2 separate regions of the Mus musculus genome follow, and region 2 is linked to region 1. Evidence: chromatin contacts called from public Hi-C data. All regions are on one chromosome and are shown on one strand. The core of a region is the stretch at or near the end of the contact, and the rest is flanking DNA. Distances in the headings are between cores, read along the strand shown. Region 1 overlaps Ctnna3 (catenin (cadherin associated protein), alpha 3). Region 2 has its middle 63 kb from the start of Gm40677.

Region 1 (5,797 bases), core at 1,026-3,525:
TTTTCAAATAGCTGCATAACACAGGGACTTTGCTAGTGGTCTGGGCTCTGAGTTCCAAATATTCTTTGACCTCTTACATTACATTTGTCTTCTGGGAAAAAGATCCATACCTTTTCTGAAATGTAGAAGCGTGGTAAGCAAATGTCTAGTGGAATTCTTTTACACTGTGTCTTAGTTTCTGTTGCTGTTTCTGTGACAGATATTCTAACCAAAGCCACTCAAGGGAGAAAGGGTTTATTTTAGCTTAGCATTTAAGGCACAGCCTGTTGTGGTATGGAAGTCAAGGCAGTAGGAGCCTGAAGGAACTGGTTCCAGGATGTCCCTAATGAAGACATAGAGAGGAATGTATGCATGCTATGGCTTACTTCTTCATTTACACAGTCCAGGATCCCAGACAGGGAATGGTGCTACCCACAGGGGTTGGGTTTTCCCTGCCAATTAAGACAATAAATGTAGCTTCCCCACAGGTGTGTTTCAGAGAATCCCAGATCATGGAGAAAACAATCACAGATCTCTTGGGAGAGTTTTCTCTTATGCAATTTAGCTATCATATCACACTGAGTTTAAAATTTTAAAATATAAATATTAATATTGTGATATATTTCTCCAACTGTCTACATTGGCTTCACACCAGAAACCAACTATGTTTTAAAAAAAAATTAGTTTTATAGGTCTGGGGACATGATTCAATAGTGGGCAAAGATGCTTGTAGACAAACACAGAAACCTGAGTTTGATTGTGGGAACTGACATGACAGGAGAAAACAAGTTATACTGCCACAGGAATATACTGATTTCTGCAAGTTGTCCTCTGACCTCCACATATACACAAATGCATTGGGACACACACACACACACAAACATACATACATACATACTCACTCACAAATAAAGTAACTTAAAAATAGTCAACTAGATGGCAACTTCTTCCGGCCATGTGACTTAGCATTAGTAGAAAGAACAGTGACTTTGGAGATATATTGATGGTTTGAGGACAAAATTAACAGTGGAGGGGACTTGAGTTACAGGAAAAGCATCCCAACCAAGCTTTATAGGGGATTATTAGAAAGATGACAGATGCAGTTTCTCAGGTGATGCTGATTAAATAGAGATGCTATATTGTTAGTAGAACTAACACCAGCATTAGATTGCTTCTTCAGTGCTATGCAAAACCACCATAGCGTAAGAAAGCTATTAAAGTTTGTTCGCAGGGGGCTCTCGAGTTGCTGGAAGATGCCTCTCCTTTCTGCTGTCTGACGTGATGGCTGATCAAGGAACATTTAGCCATCGTGGCAAACTGCTGTATTGGCAACTTCAACATTTAATGTCGGGCTATCCACCTTGCCATAAAAGTCAGCTAGCTGCTCTGTGTGCAAACACTTGGTGAGAGTGGGCAGAGGTCTTTTCAGCTGACTTGGTACCTCTTTGTCTCTGCTTACTTTCAGAATCGTCTTGGGTCATAAAGTGGCCTTTTACAGATGGCAGAACTAGCAATACCTCAGGCTACTAGTCTAACAAAACCAAAAGCTGGACATAACTCAAGCTCTCTCTGACACCAGGGAATAAAAGCAAGTCTTCCATGCTGCGATTTGATTGGAATATCTTTAAAATTCTACAGGTCACGCCTATGTGAATGTGACTCTGCCAATACCTGTGGACTGATTTCAGGAGTACTTGCATCTTAAAACTACTTCTGTCTTTTTATTTTTTTCCCCTCTTTAATTTCACTTGCCAGCCCCCTCCCTGAGCCATGCTCTGACTCACTCAGCTTGAATTCTGGCTGGCACGCCAGTGCAGTGAAGGCTGCAGCTGTTAGCACCCCTCCTCCCAGGCTCATCCTGAGGACGTCTGCAGATGAGCCTTGCAGGCTGCCCTTGCGTTCTGCAGTTTACTTGACAAATAGATTTTGTGGCCTCTGAGTTTCCATATAACTCTTAAATCCCTGAAGCCAATGGAGGCTGTCTGTCATATGCAAATCCCATACGTTTGGAGATAAAGAAGTTCCTCAGATCTATCCGAGAATTATATTTAAAACTACTTTGAGAGCAAGCTAGGATAGTCTCCTGCTGCTGCTGCCTGCCTGCAAACATCTTCTCCCCTTCTGTGGTAAATTGTGCTGGCATCTTTTAAAATGTGCCCGAGGAATGTATGTGGTGTTCACAGGGCTGGGTTTTAGCAAGTTGAATTGCGTTTGGGCAGCATGTTTGACTCATCGCGTTCCGTGTGACATTGGAGCAAATGGAGACTTTGGTCATTCAGCTGCAGGCTCTAAGGAAGCCTGTTGTAACTGTGCATTTTAATGAACTGAATCAGCTGAGGAAATGCTGTCTCTACTGTGGTGTAGCTGTCTGCCTTGTGAAGCACCTTCCTGCATACACAGAGGACTTCTTTTTTTTTTCCTAAATGGCCTTTCCTCCGTGCTCTTGATGAGTGTTGGGCCACTTCTCTTTTTTTTCCCCCTTACGTTACAGGTGGAGAATGAACTCTGAAACCCAGGAGCAAGCTCGGCTGCATTCTTTACAACACTTGGCACTAAGACATACTTACAGCAGGAAGCATGTCTTTCCTGGCGTGCACAGGAACGCTTAGAAACCTAAGTTGCTTTGTCCCATCACCAGAGATGGTATCTGTACTTGGCAACAATTGAAATAGGAATAAAAGACCAGGCGGGGTTTCTTCCCGCATCTGTAGACTCACCAGTGGGCCACTGTGAGCTCAGACAACCAAATGAGAAGGAGCTAACCATTCAACATCTGCAAAATGTGTTGCTGGATCTTCAAGGAATGGAATGCCAAGAGATTGTTGTGGCTAACAGTGTTATATACAAATCATACCTCTGGGAAATGATTTGGGGCCCTCCCTGGAAGGCTGCTGGGTATTTCCAGAATGTTTCTTGCCTCTATGACTGGCTACAGGTTAGCTAATCACCTGGAGCCTTCATTTGATCACTTGATATTTCATGCAAATGTGTTCATTGGAAAGAGGTTAAAGCAGAATTTCAGAACATTTGCTGCATGAATTCAGGCCACGCAGAGGCACTCTACCTGAGTTAGTCGAAGTATGGTTCATTCCTGAGAATAAAAACGTTTTTAAAACCCAACCTTTCCTACGCTTTCTCCTCTTTAATACGGATGTTAAAGTTTGTAAGAACTGGAAAGAATGATGATGTAGCCATTAGACCTGTCTGAAGCAAGAGGGGCATGGATTAAAAAGGGAAGAACCGATTGTACCGGAACCTTTGGGCGGATGGAACAAGATGGACAAAGGGACAATGCTATTAGAAGATTTAAGATTAGGCTTCCTTAGAATTCCAGGCAGACAGCAGGAAAAACACACTGCGGGGCTCTTGGAGATCTTTGTGGTGTTCACAAAGAAAGGGAAGGCTCCATTGGTGCCCTCCCATTACAAATGTCTCCAAGGCCAGTCTGCTCTGCTGATGGCAACCTGGGCCACTGTCCCCAACCCGAGCATCACCTCACCTGGGAAACGATAGCCCAACTCTGCCCTCCCTTACAAACCAGAACTAAAACATGGCTTAAACAGAGACTAGAGAGCATGCGCTTTCTACTCTGAATCAAGCTGCAATTTACAAAATTATAGTTTTTCATGTAGAGCCTCAAAGATCTTAAGTACAACTAGAATATTTTACTCTCTATTTCATTAAATTATTAGACTGTATCATTTTAATTATTGGTTTTTCTAAGAGATTAAGCATCATTACTGTTTTCCTTTTATTATGATCTGAAGGTAGGTGTTCAAGTCGCGTAGATAAGCTTACAAATAAAAGTTGGATGGAGAGATGAAAAGGAAAACACTCACCGTGAAGATGAGAGAGAAGTCAGGGATGGAGGGATGAAGGGGGCGCAGCCATGGGTGGCTTTTGGTTTCATGTGATTCATATGCTTTCTGCATACTTGGATTTTTTTTTTCATGAGATGAAGAGAAAGATGAATATACTGCCACAAGTCTTTGAAATTTGGAGCCTCCAATTGTCGTTCTTTGGAGATGCATATGATCAGACAGTTGTGGACCTGCAGCCTAGCACCTAGGGAGATGGGAGGGTAACCTGCTCCAAGCAGGAAGAGAGCTGAGGCCTCAGAATGTGCCCAAAGCAGGAGCTACACAATGACTGAGATAAACAGCCATCTAAACTCATGATCAAAGGACCTTTTCCAGGAACAAGTGCTCCAAGAGAAGCCAGGTCTCCCAAGTTCATGAAAACAAAGTACAGTAATTTAAATAAAATGCTATTCCTTGCTTTTTTTAAAAGCTGTTTTTCACTTTCAAATGCCATGGAAAATATTGAAAACCCCGAGAACTTTCATAAGCAAAAGCCACTGTCAGATCATTGCCAACATAGAAATAATTTTTCCATCTGAATGTAATCGGTTATACTCCACTTTTTCAAAAGAATAGATTTTGAAATTGCTTCAGTGATAAAATGGGAATATTACATGCAGAATAGGATATAATATATGATATATAATATGTATGATTATATATAATACATTGTATATAACATATAATAAACATTAGACTGATGCAATAAAGCTGCCAAAGAATTCATATGTTTGTTCTGGATTGTTTGCAACAGTAACTTTATCACAATGGCTGGAAATGTCTGTACCAAATGACATTGAAAGAATTCAGAAAAGAAATCTGTTTGCTCAGAAGACTAACACCAGCATTTTAAGAACTCAAGCATGGGGCAGCCTGTGACACAGTTCCTGTCACAGGTTTAAAGGACAGAAAAGGGGGCTGGGGGTTGTGACCAGGGAGGGGTTGAGAGTGAGTAGAGGCAGAATTGGCTGCATCCTACAAGAGCTGAGATGGTTTGGGGATCCGAGAACCAGCCTACATCAGAGACGGGGAAGGGAGAGAGGTAGCTTGGCTTCCTTTGGAGGCCGAGGACTGTCCTCACACATGGCTTCAGTAATGGTCACATGCCAAGATATGTCTGAATTTACCCCAGCTTAGAGCCTTCCTTTTGAGTTTAATAGAAGTCTCATTCTAGTTGAAACTCTATTGGGATTTGAGCATTAAGACACATGAGGGTGCCTAGATATTAGGGTGCATGAGGGAAAAAAAAGTCACTGCTCCCTGTCAAGTCTGTCCTGGGGTTCTCATTTACATGATGATGAAGAAGAACCTTCTGACGTCCCAGTTAAGTAATACATGATTCAAAAACAAAAACAAAACAAAAATACCAACACATAATTGTGTCTGAAAACACACCAACTTTTGTCTCCTTTGCAGCTGCCTGGTAATGGTTTTATCATTTTATGAATACTTTTTTTTTAAACAAGGAAGCTAAAACTTAAAGCCATACAGTTAATCAGATGCCAGGACATGACTTCAAAGTAGTTCTTTAAGGAGCAGCAGCCCATGTTCCTGCTAGAACACAAGCCCCTTCTTCAGGGAGGGGCGTGGAGGAAAGAAGGCATAACATAGTAAGTGTGGATAAATGAGTGACTAACACCACAATGAGTTTCCCACAAGGAGGTGCTCTTGGATCCTCGGATGGGACATTTGCCCTGGATTTGGGAAGAGGCATGCAGCCAGGCATAAAGAGTCACAAGTAGGAGGGATTTCAGTACACATGATCTTCCTAAACGGCGAAAGTCACGGGAGTCCAAGAAGGTCAAAGGGAGATAACTTCACACCTGACTCCAGGTTGCACCGAGAAAGGACCATTTCAACCATGCCACAGACAAAACAAAAACCTCTAAAGTGAGAGAGAGGAAGGAATGTGAAAGTGAGATTCATGATTCCAATGACAGCCTTGGAGGATAAGTTAG
Region 2 (5,797 bases), core at 1,105-3,604, 2.5 Mb after region 1:
ATATACACTGGTAATCATTATTATGAGCTGTAAAATGACCAATAACTCCATGTCCCATGTGCCATTGTTAAAGGGGAATGACAATAAAACTCATACCATACCAAACCCTAGAAAGTCAGGGACTGTCACATCAACCAGTGAAGAGTCATCTGGTTTTTTAAAGGTGCTCTCTCTACGCTGGATATACCACCAGCCTGTGTTTGAACAGCCATTTCAGATCTCTTGGGCCAGAAAACGAACATCAAGCATTTAATGGGTCTCTTGGATTCATTTTTTGTTGTTGTTTTCATTGTAAGTGCTTCAAATTACAAGAGCAAATTGGGTGTTTGCAAGGTGGGAGCTAAGAATGGGTCATCTCTGAAGCATGCAAGACCACAATCACCCCAGTCTCCTCTGCCACTCAGCCCTTGTTCCTCACAGCAAGGCTGTCAGGCCACTCCCTCACATTCATCCATCCAAGCACACCCCAGCATCTACACCTCCAGAGAGAGCTTGATGTTCCCTGAAGAGACTCTCACACAACTGGCAGCTTGCTTTTCTCACCAAACAGATGATAAGCAAGTTTGCAGCACTTTCTTCAAGATGGGGGGATTGGGGGGAAGGTAGGGGGTTGTTGGAGTGGAGGTGGGAGATGGGGGATGGACTCATGTCCATCCCCCATCTTGAAGAAAGTGCTATCTCTCTGTGTGTGAACACACAGCAGAATACCACCTTCCACTCTTTTTTTCTCTTCTTTTCTTGCCCCTCCTCTCGCCTTCCCTTTTGTCTCACTGTTCAGGGACCTCACATTGACAGTCAGATATGCACTCTTCTGCCTTTTTCCTTGTGTCCCGAAATAGAATTAAGTACTTGTTGCACCCATGCTATCAGATAAGATTCACCATTCATGGTGCCCCTGAGAAAGGAAACCTACCCTAGTAAAAGAATCTACCCGGATTCCTCAACTGAGAAATGGAGATCCAAAAATCTACATTCCAGTCTAAAGCTCATCAAGAAGTAAATTTCCCACAGAGGAAACATTCGCCTCCACTTTGGTGGCGATGGAACAGCGGTTTAGGTAATAGTTTTAGGTTAGACAAAATACGAACGGAAACTAATCACCACATCAACTTGTGAACTGAATTCACTCACCAATAAAATTTAAAGTAGTTTAAATTCAGCAATTTTCCCTGCAGGTTCCCAACAGAAGCAAATACAACGTGATGGTTTATGTTCACTGTCAACTTTACTAGTTTAGAATCACCATGGAAACATGCCTCTGGGCATAGCTATTGGGTGTTTCTAGAAATATTGAAATGAGCAAGGAATATTCACCCTGAATGAAGATGACGGATGACATCCTATGGGTGGAGTCCCAGGCTGAAAAGGAGGAAGTGAGCTGAGCCCCAGCATGCATCTCTCTCTGCTTCCTGGCTGTAGGTTCCTTGTGACCAGCTGCATTGGGCTGCTGTCTGCGGCTCCTACCGCCATGAGTCCATACTATGACCTGGACTCTGGAACTGTGAACCAAGACAAACCTTTCCTCTTACATCACTTTCTGTCAGGTATTTAGTTATAACAATGAAGAGAATAACTAATACAGGTGGTCTAGAGAAATCTACGGCTATAGTGCTGACCAGGATTATGAGACTATTATAGATCCAAATTAGGAAGAGTTGGAACATAGAGGTAAAATATTAAGCAGGCAAATTATGTGGATTGTGTAGCTGGCTATTTGTAGCAATGACTATCACGCATATTTTGTCAATGGCCTAACTAATACCTTCCCAAATGTCTTCAAGGACATAGCCTGTTCCCTTTTACCCTCTTTTGTGGTTTCATGGCACTCCATGAGGAAGAACAGTGAAAGTCTATGCACCATTAACTTACAGATTGGGATATTTAGTGGATAGAAAGGTGGTGTGTCATCCATTATAGAACTTAAAGACAAATCAGAAGCCCAGCAGGATTGTCTGTATCAGGTATACAAGTATACTGTGCCCTGGGGCTGGGGGAACGGGTCTGGGTGCAAAGGACTCAAGAGTTAGGCCAAGTTTGATACATTCATCTTGGAGAAACCTCTGGGATCCAAAAGAAGCTTAAATGTATGACAAATAGATGTGGTGGGGCAGGGCACTGGCAACAAAAGCAGAAGTCTATATGGGGTACCTGTGGGTCCCCAGTAAAGAGCAGAGACAGTCACCCAATAAGGAAAATCCTATTTAAAAGACACTGTAAGGTTCCCAGACCACAGATGTGTGCTCACTTCTGACCACAAGAGTACAATGCAAAACTGTGAAGGGATGCCAACTGTGGCTTGGGAATGTAAAGTCAGTTCAAGATTGCCTGGGCTCAAGGCCATTCCTAGTCATTAACACATCTTGAAAGGGGTTTGAGACATGCAGAAGCAATTCCTCAAGTCTCTGCTGGCACCTACAGTTCGAGATAGGAATAGCAAAATAAAATCAGCAGGCATGAAAAGCCTACTCCAAACTGACCTACATTCGTGCTATTATATTTGCATAATTTTCATGTATGCATTCACACACACACACAAACACACACACACACACACATGGGGCCATTTGATATGTAGAGTTTACACAAGGCATCGCTTTCATTGAATTAAACTGATTCTAGGTTTGGCACTTTTCCCACGGTAAGCCAGTGTTGTCGAAATCAGATTTGTCACTTCATTAAACCTGAGCATTAATAGTCCCACCGCCTTCGGAGACATCTTTGTGTCTCGCTGAACCAGTTTGGAATGTCAGGGTGAAGAGACAAGTACTTTAAAGGATGGAGATGTTACAAATGAGACGAATTGCAAAGGCTTCTGTCTATAGAGTGGAAAACGTGACAACAATCTCATAGTGGATGAAGGGTAATTTAGTTAAGTGCAGTCTGAGCTTGAACGTTCTTAATAATTCCTGGGCTGGACATTATACCCACAACTTTAAAGGTGGTGGGAAAGTAAAGATTATCAACTAAAAGCATCATGGACACAAGCTTCTGGAAATGTCTAAATGAGGGAGTCTCTGCATTGAGTTGAGGTAGGAAGACCTAACCTAACTGTGAGCTCTTCCATGGGCTGGAATCCTGACCTGAATAAAAAAGAAAAGTGAGCATATATTCTCTCTCTCTCTCTCTCTCTCTCTCTCTCTCTCTCTCTCTCTCTCTCTCTCTCTCTCTCTCTCTCTCTCTCTCTCTCTCTCTCTCTCTCTCTCTCTCTCTCTCTCTCTCTCTCTCTCTCCCTCCCTCCCTCCCTCCCTCCCTCCCTCCCCGCCTCTTGCTTTTTCTCCCTCTCTCCCTTCCTCCTCACTCTCTCCCTTCCCCTTCCCCCCCTTTCTCCCTCCATCTCTCTCTTCTCTAGCTTTTCTGCTCTCTTGCCCTCTTACTCTCACTCTGTCCTCTCTCCTGATTGCAGATAACAAGCTGTCTGTTGGCCAGCTTCCATCCCTTCCTCACCAGGGTGGATCTTCTTCCCCCAAGAAATGATTAGCCAAAAAGAACCTTTCCTTCTTTGAGTTTGCTTTGCTTCTGGTGATTTCTCATAGCAACAGGAAAAACATGAAACAGAAGACCCAAGGCTCCCTTCCTGCAATAACAAGCATTATGTAGAACTTCCTGACCAATGTTCATTTTTTAAATGATATTTAAATTTTACTAACAGTACCCTCCCCCGAAAAAAAGATAATTCCTCTGGAAGATAAGCTTTTCAGGTGAGCAGACTTTTGGTTGCAGGGTACAGGTCTTGACACTTAACTCTCACCATGAGGTCTGTGCCAACCAGCTCATAGCAATTCCACAGTGGCCAATAGATAGTTGCATTTTGTTGCTATGACAAAACGCCTGGCAAAAACAACTTAAGGAAGGGGAAGGTTTATCTTGTCTCACAGTCTGAGGGCTCCGTCTTTCCTGGCATAGACGTCATGAAGGCAGGAGTTGAGGTATTTGGTTGTATCATATCTGTCTTGTGGAAATAGAGAAAGATGAGTGTGCATACCTACTTCATTTAGTTCAATTGACAAAGTCCCTCAAAGCCCCGTAGATTTGATTCCAAGGTCACTCAAGGTCCTTTCCAGTTCAACATGAACCAATCCAGCCAAGAGTCCCCAGCCTGGGGCTGGAAGGAGCAAAGCCAGGCCATGTACAAGGATTTTTGTGCCACACCCAAATTCCTCCAATGAGAGAAGAGATGAACCCACATATCTGATTATTGCCATATTGAAAAGTATAGCATTATTTTTACATTAAAAGAAAATATTATGAAATATTCCAAGTTAACAATAAGTTCACTATTCCCCTGTGGGTCTTCCTGCCTCCAACCACAACATATGGAAAAAGAGGCAAGGATCCCAATACAATAGCACCATACAAGCTGACAGCAACTCCTTCTCAGAAACTGCATCATTTCTTGTTGATAATCTGTGGCACTTTAAAATAAAATGGCCTCCATAGGCTCATAGGGGTGTGGCCTTATTAGAGGAATTGTGTCACTGGAGATAGGCTTTGAGTTTCTTAGAAGCTCATGCCATGCCTAGTGTGTCTCAGTCTTTTCCTGTTACCTGCTAATCTGGATATAGAACTCTCGGCTCCTGTTCTAGTATCAAGTCTGCCTGCAAACCACCACAATTCCCACCATGAGGATAATGGACTAAATCTCTGAACTGTGAGCCAGCCCCAATTAAATGTTTTCCTTTATAAGAGTTGCCATGATCATAGTGTCTCTTCACAGCACTGAAACCCTAAGACAATATCTTAAAGGACATCTTTATCAGGACATGCACTTGTCAGGCTAGAAAGTGAGATGCCAAACTCAGACATTCCATCTGATCATTGACAATCGTGGGGGTAGGGGGAGGGAGGGAGGGAGGGAGGGAAGGAGGGAAGGAGGGAAGGAGGGACGGAGGGAGGGAGGGAGGGAGAGAGAGAGAGAGAGAGAGAGAGAGAGAGAGAGAGAGAGAGAGAGTCCAGAATGACCCAGGCCATCTGCTTCATTGTGGGTCCTTGGCAAGTGAAAAAGTGAAAACACATAATACCTCCGATCTGAATTGTACCCTGAAAGGCTTAGTATGGACATTTGAGGGCCAGAGTACTTGGGTCCAAATCCTCTCTGAGACACTTTTCTAAACTCTGTGACTCTGGACAAAGTTGTAAGTTCTCCAGCTATCAGAACGGTAAAATCACTGTGTGTTATAGAATGTAATTCTGAAGCTTGAAGTTGGCCTATTCCTTTTTAAAATCTGTGCCTAATACACAGTGAGCAACCTATTAATTTTGTTAAAGCTGGTGCTCAAAGAGGGTCCTTTCATTTTTTTAATTGTAATCATCCAAAACTCCGAATGGGAAGTTCTGGGTGGGAAAAAATCCAATAGAATAAAACTCACAGAAATAAGTCCTTGCCTTATAGTAATGTGACCCTTTTGTGTTAGATAAGGTCACAAGATGATTCCAAGGTCTAAGATGAAGCCAACACCTGCCAAAGCTGTGAAAATTGGCTCCAGATCTGAGAAATTCAGCCCAAGTACTGATGTTCACTGCTTTTTTTTTTTTTTTTGTCTTCTTTATGATGAAATTTTTAACTCAACCCATGTCATGTTCAGCTAAGTCAGAGCCTCTACTGTAAAGTTCAGAATTCAATTAACAGGGACAAGTAATTACTTCTGCCTCACTGGAAGGAGATGCTCCTCAGAGACACACCCATGCTTCTCTCTGGCAGCATTTCTCTGGTCTGCAGCTGTGACCCTTGACTCCTGCATACCTGGCCAGGTGGCCAGGGGGAGGCCTGGAAGAACCTTTGCTGTGACTTGAAAATGCC

The links. A called contact is a pair of places that touch in the nucleus more often than the background predicts.
Region 2: a Hi-C map of cerebellar granule neurons shows a contact between it and region 1, with 4 times the contacts expected there. The contact joins two enhancer-like sites. A contact is called at or near these places in 7 of 39 promoter capture datasets (the 3T3-L1 cell line, cranial neural crest, embryonic stem cells and 4 more), 1 of 15 datasets of contacts at CTCF or cohesin (hippocampal excitatory neurons), 29 of 484 Hi-C or Micro-C datasets (adipose-derived mesenchymal stem cells, brain, cerebellar granule neurons and 15 more) and 8 of 115 datasets of contacts at active chromatin or transcription factors (SST interneurons, astrocytes, embryonic forebrain and 5 more).

What each region holds. Positions count from the first base shown.
Region 1 is chr10:64,074,391-64,080,187 of GRCm38.p6, forward strand. All of the region lies in intron 7 of Ctnna3 (catenin (cadherin associated protein), alpha 3), which reads left to right. All of the region lies in intron 2 of Lrrtm3 (leucine rich repeat transmembrane neuronal 3), which reads right to left. Among named protein-coding and RNA genes, the nearest start is that of Lrrtm3, 13 kb to the right of the region's middle. Within about 2 kb of position 2,276, at least 80 of the 459 cell types and tissues checked have an H3K27ac peak or open chromatin away from gene starts, as enhancers often do. A contact at or near this core is called in cerebellar granule neurons, where this site is marked.
Region 2 is chr10:66,572,652-66,578,448 of GRCm38.p6, forward strand. No RefSeq gene overlaps it. Among named protein-coding and RNA genes, the nearest start is that of Gm40677, 63 kb to the left of the region's middle. Within about 2 kb of position 2,355, at least 7 of the 459 cell types and tissues checked have an H3K27ac peak or open chromatin away from gene starts, as enhancers often do. A contact at or near this core is called in cerebellar granule neurons, where this site is marked.